2 separate regions of the Ovis aries genome follow, and region 2 is linked to region 1. The links are chromatin contacts, called in public Hi-C maps. All regions are on one chromosome and are shown on one strand. Each heading gives the region's core, a stretch centred on a gene start, on an enhancer-like site or on the middle of the called end of the contact. The rest is flanking DNA. Distances are from core to core; before and after follow the strand shown. Region 1 holds the start of SPG11 (SPG11 vesicle trafficking associated, spatacsin). Region 2 has its middle 28 kb from the start of B2M.

Region 1 (7,630 bases), core at 3,377-5,876:
CCTCTTCAAAGTTGGAGCAAGAATTAAAGAGCTGAGGGGACAGAAAGAGAAGAGGTTTGAAAGGTTTTGGAAATAAGAGTTGACAGACATTGCTGATGGGCCGCATAAGGGCAGCGGTGAAGAATCCAGGATACCTCTCTGGCGGAGTGGATGGGGGTGCCCTAGAATAATGTGGGGAAAGCAGGAAAGCGCATGTGGGGAGCAATCATCCATGTTCCAGACATCCAATTAGTCCTGTTAGAAATCCAAGTAGATGTATCAAGTAGGTAAAGAGCAGTCCGGAGTTGAAGGAAAAGGTCAGGGATAAAGACACCAAAGTGGTAGCTATCACCACACAGAGATATTACAAGTTAGGAGAAGGGGAAAGATGGTATAGGAAGAAAAGCCAGCCTAGGGGACTGAGGAGGTGTTATCTGTGGGAAAGGACAGGGAGAAAACCAGGGGGATACCAAAGCTGGATAAGAAAGTATTTCAAGGGGGGAGTGTGGAATGAAGAGAGAGAGAAGTAATGGTTGGTTTTGGCTTTTCTGCTCGTTGACCTTAAGGGACAGTTGAGGTGGAGATGTTGGCCTAAATAGAAAGGTTGAGGGAAGGAGAGAGGGGTTGACTACAGAAAGACCCATTTTGGAATCTTCTGAAAGGGAAGCAGAGAAATTTTGACAGTAGGTAGAACTCAGTGTAGGTTAAAAGACTATTTTTAAAGTGATATATATATATATATAAAATAATGAAAGCACGCATGTTATCATGAAAGCACTCCTATAAAGGTGTGGGGGAAGGGTAGGCACGGTGGAGAGAAAGAGTTTACAAATTCCTACAACAGGATGAGGATGGGAATCAAAGCACAAACAGGAGTCGGCCTTCGATAGTTGTGTGACCCCACAGACTGTGGAGGAGGTGTTAAGAAAGGCACTGGTACCCTTAAGGAGACTTTTCCAAAATGCCTGCTCCCCACCTCTTCTTGCCCCTGCTGCTGTGATCTAGCGTCACATAGTTCTTAAAGGAAAGAGAAGTAGGAAACAGGAGCTCTGCCACTTCACCCTCTCCCCAGCCTGTTATTAATATGATGGTATCATTTGACATCAGCACCAACTCAGCCCCACTACGATGGATTGGTCCAGTCACCCTGCCCCACCCAGGGCCTGTAAGCAGAAGCAGCAGCCCAGCAAGCAGTGGAGAAGGGAATGGCAACCCCCACTTCAGTATTCCTGACTTGAAAACCCCACAAGCAGTATGAAAAGGCAAAAAGATAGGACACTTAAAGATGAATCCCCCGGGTTGGTAGGTGCCCAATATGCTACTGGAGATCAGTGGAGAAATAACTCCAGAAAAAAATGAGATGGAGCCAAAGGAAAACACCACCCAGTTGTGGATGTAACTAGAGATGGAAGTAAAGTCCGATGCTGTAAAGAGCAATATTGCATTGGAACCTGGAATGTTAGGTCCACGAATCAAGACAAATTGGAAGTGGTCAAACAGGAGATGGCAAGAGTGAACCTCGACATTCTAGGAATCAGCAAACTAAAATGGACTGGAATGGGTGAATTTAACTCAAATGACCATTATATCTACCACTATGGGCAGGAATCACTTAGAAGAAATGGAGTAGCCATCATAGTCAACAAACGAGTCCGAAATGCAGTATTTGGATGCAATCTCAAAAATGACAGAATGTTTGTTTCAGAGGCAAACCATTCACTGTCACAGTAATCCAAGTCTATGCCCTGACCAGTAACGCTGAAGAAGCTGAAGTTGAATGGCTCTATGAAGACATACAAAACCTTCTAGAATCAACACCCAAAAAAGATGTCATTTTCATTATAGGGGACTGGAATGCAAAAGTAGGGAGTCAAGAAACACCTGGGGTAACAGGCAAATTTGGCCTTGGAGTACAGAATGAAGCAGGGCAAAGGCTAATAGTTCTGCCAAGATAATTCACTGGTCACAGCAAACACCCTCTTCCAGCAGCACAAGAGAAGACTCTACACATGGACATCACCAGATGGTCAACACCAAAATCAGGCTGATTATATTCTTTGCAGCCAAAAATGGAGAAGCTCTATACAGTTAGCAAAAACAAGACCGGGAGCTGACTGTGGTTCAGATCATGGGCTCCTTATTGCCAAATTCAGACTGAAATTGAAGAAAGTAGGGAAAACCACTAGACCATTCAGGTATAACCTAAATCAAATCCCTTATGATTATACAGTGGAAGTGACAAATAGATTCAAGGGATTAGATCTGATAGAGTGTCTGATGAACTACAGAGGGAGGTTCATGACATTGTACAGGAGGCAGCGATCAAGACCATCCCCAAAGAAAAGAAATGCAAAAAGGCAAAATGGTTGTCTGAGGAGGCCTTACAAATAGCTGTGAAAAGAAGAGAAGTGAAAGGCAAAGGAGAAAAGGAAAGATATACCCATTTGAATGCAGCATTCCAAAGAAGAGCAAGGAGAGCTAAGAAAGCCTTCCTCAGAGAGCAATGCAAAGAAAAAGAGGAAAACAATAAAATGGGAAAGTCTAGAGATCTCTTTAAGAAAATCAGAAATACCAAAGGAACATTTCATGCAAAGATGGGCACAATAAAGGACAAAAATGGCATGGACCTAACAGAAGCAGAAGATATTAAGAAGAGGTGGCAAGAATACACAGAAGAACTATACAAAAACAGATCTTCATGACCCATCACCCATGGCGTGATCACCAACCTAGAGCCAGACATCCTAGAATTCGAAGGCAAGTGAGCCTTAGGAAGCATCTCTACAAACAAAGCTAGTGGAGGCGATGGAATTCCAGTTGAGCTATTTCAAATCCTAAAAGATAATGTTGTGAAAGCACTGCACTCAATATGGCAGCAAATTTGGAAAACTCAGCAGTGGCCACAGGACTGGAAAAGGTCAGTTTTCATTTCAATCCCAAAGAAAGGCAATGCCAAAGAATGCTCAAACTACCGCACAATTGCACTCATCTCACACTCTAGTAAAGGAATGCTCAAAATTCTCCAAGCCAGGCTTCAACAGTACGTGACCCGTAAACATCCAGATGTTCAAGCTGGTTTTAGAAAAGGCAGAGGAACCAGAGATCAAATTGCCAACATCCGTTGGATCACAGAAAAAGCAAGAGAGTTCCAGAAAACATCTATTTCTGATTTATCGACTATGCCAAAGCCTTTGACTGTGTGCATCAAAATAAACTGTGGAATATTCTGAGAGGGGAATACCAGACCACCTGACCTGCCTCTTGAGAAACTTGTATGGAGGTCAGGAAGCAAGTTAGAACTGGACATGGAACAACAGACTGGTTCCAAATTAGGAAAGGAGTACATCAAGGATGTATATTGTTACCCTGCTTATTTAACTTATATGTAGAGTACATCATGAGAAAAGCTAGGCTGGATGAAGCACAAGCTGGAATCAAGATTGCTGGGAGAAATATCAATAACCTCAGACATGCAGATGACACCACCCTTATGGCAGAAAGTGAAGAACTAAAGAGCCTCTTGATGAAAGTGAAAGAGGAGAGTGAAAAAGTTGGCTTGAAACTCAACTTTCAGAAAACTAAGATGGCTCTTGGCCCCATCACTTCATGGCAAACAGATGGGGAAATGGTGGAAACAGTGACAGACTTTATTTTGGGAGGCTCCAAAATTACTGCAGATGGTGAGTGCAGCCATAAAATTAAAACACTCTTGCTTCTTGGAAGAAAAGTTATGACTAACCTAGACAGCGTATTATAAAGCATAGACATTACCTTGCTGAGAAAGGTCCAACTAGTCAAAGCTATGTTTTTCCCAGCAGTCATGTATGGATGTGAGAGTTGGACTATAAAGAAAGGTGAGCAACGAAGAATTGATGCTTTTGAACTGTGGAGGTGGAGAAGACAATCTTGAGAGTCCCTTGGACTCCAAGGAGATCCAACCAGTCCATCCTAAAGGAGATCAGTCCTGAATATTCATTGGAAGGACTGAAGCTGAAGCGGAAACTCCAATACTTTGGCCACCTGATGCAAAGAGCTGACTCATCTGAAAAGACCCTGATGCTGGGAAAGATTGAGGGCAGGAGAAGGGGACGACAGAGGATGAGATGGTTGGATGGCATCACCGACTCGATGGACACGATTTTGGGTAAATTCCGGGAGTTGGAGATGGACAGCAAGGCCTTTTGTGCTGCAGTTCATGCGGTCGCAGAGCCGGACACGGCTGAGCGACTGAACTGAGCTGAAGAGGTGGATAGAGAGGCAGGGGCTGGCAGCAAGGGTGAGAGAGCAGAGGGTGACGGGACATTGGAAACAGTTGCCAGGTCCCTCTTCGGCCGCTAACTAAAACCCCCAACTTTCTCGCCCTGAAACGAAGACTTGGTATCGCAGGCGTGGGCGGCGCCGGGGGTCACGAGGCGGGGAGCGGGTCGCCGCATCGCGCAGGCGCACGACGCGACGGGAGGCGGGGTCACGAGGTGGAGCGGGTCAGACGCACGGCGCAGGCGCACGACGCGACGGGAGGGGGGGTCACGAGGTGGAGCGGGTCAGACGCACCGCGCAGGCGCACGACGCGGCGGGGAATCAAGAGGCGGAGAGTGGGCTGGGCGCAGTGCGCAGGCGCAGGACGCGGCACGCGGCCCGGAAGGGGCGGCGGGCTAGGATGGCTGCGGAGGAGCGGGTGCTGCCCGTTTTGTTAGTGCCGGTCTCCGCCGAGGCCAGAGGGCGGCTGGGGCCCCGGGCGCAGCTGCACAGAGAGCAGGCGGCCCTGGGCAGTCTGACGGCTTCAGGCAGCCTTCACGTGCTCCCCTTGGCGCCGGGCGGCCGAGGCGGGGGCGACTGCCTGCTGGAAGGCTGTTTTCGGCAGTAAGAGCTGCGGCCGGGCCGGGCGGTGAGGGAGCGCGCCTCTGCTGGCCTGGGGGCGGCGGGAGCGGAGTGACGGCGGGGCGCCCGCCCAAGGCGGGCCCGGCCCCCCTCAGAGCCGCATGGTGGTCGAGTTCCCCTCTTGCGTTCCCGCTGGGCGGAGGCCGCACGCGGGGAGCTGTAGGAGTCCCTGTTTGGGCGCTGAGCTTTTTATTCGTTCGACATAGTTTGATTTCTCGTCACCGTGCTGTTCCCCCACGCCCGTTTCTTCAGTTAAATCTGTTGAAGACGCCAGCCGGGGGGCATCATCTCATTTCCATTGTCCTGTTATTCTAATGCGCGATACGGATAGCTGTTTCCTTCACTTTGGGGCTTCCTCCCCCCGCTCCCCTTTGAAGGATAGAGCCTGCATTTTCTACTCATTAATGTATTTTCCTAAGAAATGCTTATTATGCGCGCTGCACGTTACCTAGGAGTAGTGCCTAAAAGGTGTAGTAAGACAGTTCTTAATACACGTGAGGCTTTTTGGTCGGTTAGACAGAAAAGAAACAATTTCAATCGTCTGTAACTCTTACATTTTATATCGTTAAGTTTGAGAGTGCCATCCGAGGCTTTGGACTCTTCAATAAAACGTTTTAGGAATGTTTCTGAAATTACGACTTTAGTAGCCAGAGTCTTGGAATCTCCAGGTCTTAGAGCAGTGCCTCACAGTAGAGGTTCGTTTGGTATCTTTATTCCTGGTCTCTAGCTTCTAGGAGGAGAAGGCAATGGCACCCCACTCCAATACTCTTGCCTGGAAAATCCCATGGATGGAGGAGCTGGAAGGCTGCAGTCCATGGGGTCGCTGAGGGTCAGACACGACTGAGCGACTTCACGTTCACGTTTCACTTTCTTGCATTGGAGAAGGGAATGGCAACCCACTTCAGTGTTCTTGCCTGGAGAATCCCAGGACGGTGGAGCCTGGTGGGCTGCCGTCTGTGGGGTTGCACAGAGTCGGACACGACTGAAGCGACTTAGCAGCAGCAGCAGCAGCTTCTAGGAAAAGGATTCTCTCTCCTCAAGTTAGTTGATTCCACATTGTTAAGTATCGGTGAACACAGTCCTGTAAAGAGAGGAATGAGTCAGAGATCCCAACAGAAGATAAGGAGAACTGACCTGAAGCAACTGGGGGGCTTATGGAAGCTGTTGCGTGAAACTAGTGGGAGGCAGAGCATGGAGGACAACGTTTTAGCTTTTTTTCTAACTGAATTTAATGTTAATTCGAATAATTCATCGGGTAAAAATAAGGACAAATTTATAGGGTTCAGAATTTGCTTCCTGCTTTTCTACCAATGGCACTTCCCTGATAGCTCACTTTGTAAAGAAGCCGCCTGCAATGCCGGAGAGTCGGACACGACTGAGCGACTTTCTTTTTTCTGCCAATATCGCATGTTGGTAGACTACCGATATACACGTTTTTTGCATATATTGTTGAATCATTGTGCGTTGTGTAATCTGTTCACTGAAAAGTCTGTCTTTGCACGTGGCAGTATGGTCCCATGTGCTAATGATGTTACTTGTTTCACAGTATTTTGCTTTTAAATATATTTTAATTTGACATTTTCAGATTTCAGTGTAAACAGTCATGTATTGGCTGTTTATGAGACATTCTAGGTATAAAGACAAAAGTACAAAATGTCAGTATATTTTCTCTGACATGGCGCCAAGTTCACTGTTTTTAGATGTAAAACTTACTATTTTGGAAAAAAGCTTTCTTAAAAGAAAGAAACTATCAGCATGGTAGCTTCATCTGCATTGTTTTCGAAATCTGGGCTCTTGTTTTTAAATGTAACTATTTAACTTGAAGCTTGCATTAATAGTCTCTTTCCATCCTTGTTAGCCATGTTGGTATGTTGACTTTGTACTGCGTTATATATTTTGTAACTGCACTGTCCCATATGGTAGCCATTAGCCACATGTGACTTAAAATTGAAAATTTAGTTCCTCGGTTGCACTCACTGAGCATGTTTCCAGTGCTGAGTAGCCATGTGGCAGTTGGCTACTGTATTGGACCTTGCAGATTCTTAGAACACTTCGGTCTCATGGAGAGTTCTGTTGGACAGAGTTCTTCTGTGATATGCCTCTTTAAAGTCTTCGAAGTCTATAAATGCAATAATCACTTTTTTAAAATGTGACTGAAAGCGTCTATTTTAGCAGAACATATTTTTTGTTTATTGTGAAGACCATCGTGTATAAATAATAGACATTTGGTTATTGAAACTTATCCTTGATCATGACAGTTTCTTTGAGCGTAGCATCAGTCCTCGTTTAGGATGAAATGGAATAAGAGCAGTCACCATTTCTTGCTCTTTGCCCCCTCGTCACCACCCATTCCTGTATTCTTGTGTTGCCCTGAAGGATGTTGAGGGGAAAGAAGTGAGGAAAGGGAAGGAGAAAGGGAAAAGGGGCTGAAATCTAGAGCAGTTTACATCCCCTTAGGTTGTATATAGAATGAATGTGATTAGGTGAACCAAGAAGTTCTCTACTCTTCCTGCCATTTTACCCTCACCGTTGTGGGTAAGTATTATTGTGGATGTAGAATATAATAGTCTAAACTTTTTCCTTAGGTTTGTATGGGAGGATTCTCATCACAGTGGGACACCAAACAACAAGCCCAGACTGGTTGCTCTTACTGAAAATTATGAACTGCTCATCTATGAATTTAATTTGGAAGATGGAAGATGTGATGCAACCGTTTTGTGTAGCTGTAGTGAGAAGACATTGCAGAAGCTTGTTGAAGATCAAAATATCAGTA
Region 2 (7,630 bases), core at 3,197-5,696, 98 kb before region 1:
TCCTTCCCACAGCTGGATTTTTAAACTAAGATTCACCCCCCAGGACCTACTAGATACATTGATACAGTTGCTGTCATTCCCATAGTCCATGCTAAAGGTCAAGCCTCTGTATAGCTTGTGACCTCCACTGACCTTCTCCCAAGTGATTAAAATACAGGTCAGCTTCTGACCCATTCCGTAGGCTGTTCAACAACCCAAGATGTGGCTCAGTGAAAAAAGATGGTATGGGAAAAACAGAACCTCTTGTGAATTTAGCTCTGGAAACAAGAGAGAGAATCAGGAAATTGACGATCGAAGCAGAAGGTTTAAGGTTTCCATGAGGTAGAGTTTGAAGCAAAAAGGTCACGCCATGGAGAATCATAAAGAAACAGAATCTAGAAGATGAATTTTAAACGTAAGGCCAAAAAAAAAAATGCAGATATGTAGGGTGGAATGTGAAGTCAAGTGGGCCTTAGAAAGCATCACTATGAACAAAGCAAGTGGAGGTGATGGAATCCAGATATGGAGATGACAACACCCTTAGGGAAGAGAGCAAAGACCTAAAGAGCCTCTTGATGAAAGTGAAAGAGGAGAGTGAAAAAGTTGGCTTAAAATGGCATCTGGTCTCATCATTCATGGCAAATAGATGGGGAAACAGTGGAAACAGTGACACACTTTATTTGGGGGGGCTCCAAAATCACCACAGATGTTAACTGTAGCCATGAAATTAAAAGACACTTACTCCTTGGAAGAAAAGCTATGACCAACCTAGACAGCATATTAGAAAGCAGAGACATTACTTTGCCAGCAAAAGTCCGTCTAGTCAAAGCTATGGTTTTTCCAGTATGGATGTAAGATTTGGCCTGTAAGGAAAGCTGAATGCCAAAGAATTGATGCTTTTGAACTGTGGTGTTGGAGAAGACTCTTGAGAGTCCCTTGGACTGCAAGAAGTTCCAACTAGTCCATTCTAAAGGAAATCAACACTGACTATTCATTGAAAGGACTGATGCTGGTGGCCAGTACCTTGGCCACCAGATGCAAAGAGCTGAATCATTTGAAAAGACCCTCATGCTGGGAAAGATTGAAGGTGGGAGGAGAAGGGGATGACAGAGGATGAGATGGTTGGATGGCATCCCCGACTCAATGGACATGAGTCTGAGTGAACTCCGGGAGTTGGTGAGGGACAGGGAGGCCTGGCGTGCTGCAGTCCATGGGATCGCAAAGAGTCGGACATGACGGCGCGACTGAACTGAACTGAACTGAGGAATAGGGAATAATGGAAACTTTTTTCTCTAGAGATTATAAACAAAATAGTTACACCTTTTTTGTTACTCAGCCATGAAAAGAAGGGAAGAATGCCGTTTGCAGCAACATGGAAGGACCTAGAGATTGTCACCCTAAATGAAGTCAGAGAAAGACAAATATCATCGAATATCACTGGCATGTGGAATCTAAGTTTTTAAATGGTACAAATGAGCTTATTTACCAAACAGAAACAAACTTTTGATTACCAAAGGGGAAATGTCGGGGGGAGGGCAAATCCAGAGCTTGGGATGAATATGCAACACTACTATATATGTAAGATAGATAACCAGCAAGGACCAGCAATTGTATAACACAGGGAACTCTACTCAATATTCTGTGAGAACCTGTAAGAGAAAATAATCTAAAAAAAAAAAAATATGTGTGTATGTATAACTGAATCACTTTGCCATACAACTGAAACTAATACCACATTGTAAATCAACTATACACCAGAAACATTAAAATTTTAAGACTTAAGTAGCCTAGTTGTTGCTAGGGCTGGAGCAAGGGGAAAAGGAGGAGTGACTGCTAATGGTATGGAGTTTCTTTTGGAGTGATAAATGCATTCTACAGTTAGATAATGGTGATGGCTGTATAACTTTGTGAATATGCAAAAAGCCACTGAATTGAACACCATAGAATGGTGAATTTTGTGACATGAAATATATGTATTTCATGTGAATTCATCTTGCCAGTTGAGGTTTTGCCAGTTATCCTGACTTTCAAGAGTATAGCCACTGCTATAAAACAAGGGATTCTCTTAATCTTATTAGCTAATATTTATTGATCTTTCATTGTGTAAAATACTGTGTATAAATGAATCCTCATAAAAATCTATATAGAGTCCGCAAAGAGTTGGACGTGACTTAGTGACTGTACAACCACAAGTTTATGAGATAGATATTTTTCCATTTTTATGGAGATTGAAGATTGTGTGTTAAGTCACTCCAGTCGTATCTGCAACCCTAAGGACTATAGCCCACCCGGCTCCTCTGTCCATGGGATTCTCCAGGCATGAATACTGGAGGTGATTGCCATGCCATCCTCCAGGGGATCTTCCCGACTCAGGGAGTGAACCCACATCTTTTACATCTCCTGCACAGGCAGGAGTGTTCTTTACCACGAGCACCAACTGACATGGAAGCTTAGAGAGGTTAAAGAACTTGCCAAGGTTACATAGTAATTAAGTGATGAAGCTTGGGTTTGGTCTGTTTGTATGACCAAGAACCCATTATCCTAATAATCATTTAGTCACCAGAAAGCCAACCAGTGTTTTATGCAGTTGAATTTATCAAATGGATCAAATTTGTGAGGCAAAAAACCTATAAAAACCTCCTACTGCTCTAGAGGGAGGAATGTAATTGGAAATCAAAGAAGTTTCTGACATTGCTCTACCTGGAAATCTTAGGAAATCACACCCACTGACAGACCCTTATGGAAAGTCGCCCAACCTTAAGGCAGAGGGAGGGAAATCCAAGTCAGGAATTGATTTCATCCTTCTAAGCCTGTCTAAGAAAGCCATCCTTCTCCACTCACCAAGCACATTCTTCTAGAACAGAGAAAAGGCAAGGAGTAATGAAGTCCTTGGAAACTTGCAGAAGAAATACTTAGTTTTTCCCTGAGATTTTTTTTTCCTGATTTTTAAATTGTGATTTTTGAAATCATGATTAATAAAATATTTAAGGGAATTTGCTGTTTGGTAAGGACCTTTGTTGCATTATTTAAGAGCATTTTTTTCTCAGTTTTTATTACCTCAAAGAAAACTTTGATGGGCAGGTTTTCGAAGAATTAACCAAAAGAACAGAGAAATACAATTCATCTGTACAGGACAAATCACATGGCAGAGTTACCATACTAGCGAGACATATGCTTCACAAATCCCTCCATTTTCACATAAGAGGGGAGAATTATGAATTTTTTTAACTTATCAGAGCTCAGAATTGAACGAGATCTTAAGTCATTTAATTCACTCCTTTCTAGCTTCTGCTTGAAATTTTGAAATAAGGGGAGGTTCACAATTACACAATTTTTGTTTATTATTAGAAAAAAGCATCTATTTTTACTGACCTCACTGTAAAGGAACAAGAACGTAGTAGGAATAGGGGACCAGCCCTGGGATTGCTTTGGAGGGAATGATGCTGAAGCTGAAGCTCCAGTACTTGGGCCACCTCATGAGAAGAGTTGACTCATTGGAAAAGACTGATGCTGGGAGGGATTGGGGGCAGGAGGAGAAGGGGACGACAGAGAATGAGATGGCTGGATGGCATCACTGACTCAATGGACGTGAGTCTGAGTGAACTCCGGGAGATGGTGATGAACAGGGAGGCCTGGCGTGCTGCGATTCATGGGGTCGCAAAGAGTCGGACATGACGGCGCGACTGAACTGAACTGAACTGAACTGAACTGAGGAATAGGGAATAATGGAAACTTTTTTCTCTAGAGATTATAAACAAAATAGTTACACCTTTTTTGTTTCAACAGCTAAGGACAGAGAAGGGTAAGAGCAAATCTAAAGGTCCTGTGATAGGGGAAATTAGAACCTGATCTTAATGATTAATATACATCTAATTTAAACTATATAAGAAGTGATAACTAATGGAAATGATAATTCATGTCATAGTTTCTTGTTGATGAATCTTAGTGAGTTTTTTTTACTTTCCTGTAGTCCTAGTAAATAAACATCTTATATCTATATGACAATCAAGAAAACACTAACTCTGAAGAGATCTTGAAGGAATTCAATTTAACATGTTTAATCAATTCAACTTTAAGTGTTAAATACCAAGTGTGATAGTATAATGAACAAATTAAATTTTTTAATATAAAATTATAATAACATGATTACATTAAGAAGGAAAGTATATTTTTGTATAGTTAATTTTTCTCAAAAGTTTGTGATGGATTTCAATACTTCCTACCATACTCTCTTCTCTAAATTCTCAATTATTCAGGGCCTAGAAAGAATATAAAGCTATAAACTGCCACAAGTTAACTCTTTCCCTGAATTTTCTTTCATGCTGTAAAATCCATGCCCTCTTCTGTGATCCAGTTTTCCACATTATACTCAGGAAACCAGCTAACTTAGAGAAAGGTTGCTCACCTCCATGAAGCTCTATCATCAAGCCACCAGGGGGCAGAGATAGACACTTGGACCAGAGCTCAACAGGCCTCCAGGATGGCTGCAGATCAGGAGTCAGAGACTTGTTAGTTTGCTGAGAATGGGCCCAGAGCATGAGAGAAGGAGGGGAAGTTCAGGAGCTGGGGAGACAGGAAGGCCAGTGTGAGGTCTGGCAGATTCCGTGACAGTTTGTCAGTTGCTTTGGTCATCGTTAGCTTAAGAGAAAGAGAAACCCTGATTGGAACAGCCTCCCTGCCCACCGTTTTTTGGCAAGGAATGGAAAACAACTCATTTAAATTCAAAGTGGCAGTCTAATCGTAAGGGTCACATATCCCCATTTCTGGCCTACATTGCTACCTGAAAGTGGAACGTCGTCATTTGCCTGTAAGACTAATGCATGAGGAATAACCACTTCATCCCTGCTCCTGATATCATCACAGCGTTGAGACCCAGCTGGGTGGCGTTAGTAGAGAGCTGTTCCACCTGAGAGCTTATATTCCATTGAAACAGCCTATGCATTGTGTCTCTGAGAAAGTAACATGCCTGGAGAACCCCAGACCGTAAGGACGCAAGATGAGAGAAGTCTCATTTTAGGCACTTCGACAGTCTCCGCTGGCAGCGGCCGGCCCCTGGCCTGTGCTCCTGAGTGGCCTGTTAAGCACAGAACAGGACCCGGTTCTCACAGTGGCTCCTCCGGCTCCGTCTGTTTTCTCCTGTGTCAGCTCCTACCTAGGTGTCCAGCCTTGCGCCCGTGACCCTCCCACCGGTGTGTGCGATTGCCTGCATCTGCTGCTTCTGTGGCTGCGCACATGCTGATTCTTCCTCTGGGGGCCCACCCTCCCTCACCCCAATCTTGACCTCTTTAGTAAACTCTTCCATAGCCAGTCCCTTGTAGAAAATACTTTGCTGCCTGTACACCACCTCAGCCTCAGCCCTGCTGACAGTTTGGGCTGCCTAAGTCTTTGTTGTTGGGGAGCTGACCTATGAATTTGAGGGTGTTTAGCCACATCTCTGGCCTCTGCTCACTAGATGCCAGTATCACCCCCACCCCCAAAGTTGTGAGAATCAAAATTATCTCCTAACATTGCCAAATGTCTGCTGGGGATATGGGAGTGTGACCCATCCTCCAGCTGAGAAGCACTGCTTCACACATTTGTATAGCGCAATAGACCTTTGAACATGTTTGTACCTAATTATTTTAACTGTTTGACTGCACGTCTGCCCCCTCCCTAAGTTATGAACAGCTGCTGGGTTATGCTGTGTCATGCTTACCTTGATGGTACACAGCATTCATTGGATCAAGTTCTTTGCCAAATAAATGGCTATGAAATGCTGATGATCACCTAGAAATCATGTTCCCCAAAGTAAAAAAATACGTTTGTTTCATCTTGAATGTTTTGTTGTTGGTTACAGTGTTTAACAATGTTTAGTAAAGATGATTGTACTAAACATTGAAGTCAGCACATTCTTGAGTCTTTGACCCTGGGGCGAGAATAGTGGGTTAGGAGAGATAAGCCTTGTCTCCCTCCACCCTCCAGAACGATGAGTAACCTTGGCTAAGATGTCTAACTCCTCTGGAATCAGTTCTTCCATCTGTAAAATATGAACTCCTGAGGCTTCCCTTCCACCTCTGAAGTTTGTTATTTCAAAACCTATTTAGCATAGAGGTCCAAAATCTCACAAAAAGGCATTTTGAGATTTTATTTCATTATTCAAAAATAAAAGTTTTGAACAAGGGGGCAGTAGACAGTGGTGTTTAATAAACTACATACCAGCTCTGTGATGACCTAGAAGGATGGGATGGGGGGAGTGGGGCGGGAGGGAGGTCCCACAGGGAGGGAATATAGGTATACATATGGCTGATTCATGTTGTCCTGCAGCAGAAACTAACACAGCATTGTAAAGCAATTATACACTAATAAAAAAAAAAAAAAACTACATACCAGGTTTTACCATATAATTGGTAATCGGGGGTAGTAAAAAATGAAAATGTAGTCATAAGCCAAAGTTGCTTTTCTTTTCCAAGCCTTAATTTTATCATAAGTAAAATGGAGATGATAGGGAGCTCCCCGGTGGTCCAGTGGTTGGGACTCTGCCCTTCTGCTGCAGACCAGACAAGTGCCATCCCTGCAAGATCCTGCAAGGATCCCTAAGATCCTGCAAGCCATGTGGCAAGGCCAAAAAATTTTAAAATAAATAAAAAATAAAAGAGAGATGGTAATACAAACCTCAGAGGATTGTTTCAAGGATTAAATGAGATAATTTATGTAAAGTACTGAGCAGTATCTGGCATATAGTAAGCACCCAATAAATAGTCATAGCTATCGTTATTGTTATCGCACCAACATTGATAACAGAAAACAGTTTACAAAACGAACGCCCCTTCAAATTAACTTTGTCTTGAAATATAACAAGAGATATAAGTATCTATAAGAGGTATTAATCTTAACAAGAAGTATTAACCTTCAAGAACTCCAGTGGAACTTAAAATAAATTGGAAGTTCCATTTTCCAACTCCAGGGAAGCCACTGAGAAGTCAGTTATTTCCTCTTTTATGCCCAGCAGCACCTAACAGAAACTTCCGTCATGGATTTTATTTCACTGCATCATTACTTATTTCTTAAATACATAACTTATTTACTGCCTCTGCTGTGTCTGCGTGGCTGCATGGTTTTCTCTAGCTGTGGCGAGCAGGGGCCAGTCTCCATCGCGGTGCTCAGGCTTCTCATTATGGCGGCTTCTCCTGTTGCGAGCAGGGACTCTAGGCGCGTGGGCTTCAGTCACTGTGGCACGTGGGCTCAGGAGTTGCGGTTCTTGGGCTCCAGGGCACAGCTTCAGCATTGTGGAGCACCGGCTTAGTTGCCGCTTGGCACGTGGAATCTTCTCAGAGCAGGGACCTAATGAATGTCCCTTGCATTGCAGGGCAGATTCTTAACTACTGGACCAGCAGGGAAGCCCTTCACTACATTCTCTTCCCCCCCCCCTAGTTGTGAGCTTCGTGAAAGTGAAAGTCGCTCACTCGTGTCCCACTCTTTGCGACCCAGAATTCTCCAGGCCAGAATACTGGAGTGGGTTGCCTTTCCCTTCTCCAGGGTATCTTCCCAACCCAGGGATCAAACCCAGGTCTCCTGCATTTCAGGCAGATTCTTTACCAGCTGAGCCACCAGGGAAGCCCAAGAATATGGGAGTGGGTCACTATCCATTTCTCCAGCAGATCTTCCTGACCCA

Evidence for each region. A called contact is a pair of places that touch in the nucleus more often than the background predicts.
Region 2: a contact with region 1 is called in a Hi-C map of blood, with 6 times the contacts expected there. The contact joins the enhancer-like site here to the promoter of SPG11 in region 1. A contact is called at or near these places in 4 of 16 Hi-C or Micro-C datasets (blood, liver and tail adipose tissue).

The regions. Positions count from the first base shown.
Region 1 is chr7:101,041,129-101,048,758 of ARS-UI_Ramb_v3.0, reverse strand. It overlaps SPG11 (SPG11 vesicle trafficking associated, spatacsin), which reads left to right and starts at 4,626. Exons shown (of 40, transcript XM_042252881.1): 1 at 4,626-4,839; 2 at 7,443-7,627. The coding sequence starts at 4,637.
Region 2 is chr7:101,138,552-101,146,181 of ARS-UI_Ramb_v3.0, reverse strand. No RefSeq gene overlaps it. Among named protein-coding and RNA genes, the nearest start is that of B2M, 28 kb to the right of the region's middle. Within about 2 kb of position 4,446, at least 3 of the 54 cell types and tissues checked have an H3K27ac peak or open chromatin away from gene starts, as enhancers often do. A contact at or near this core is called in liver, where this site is marked.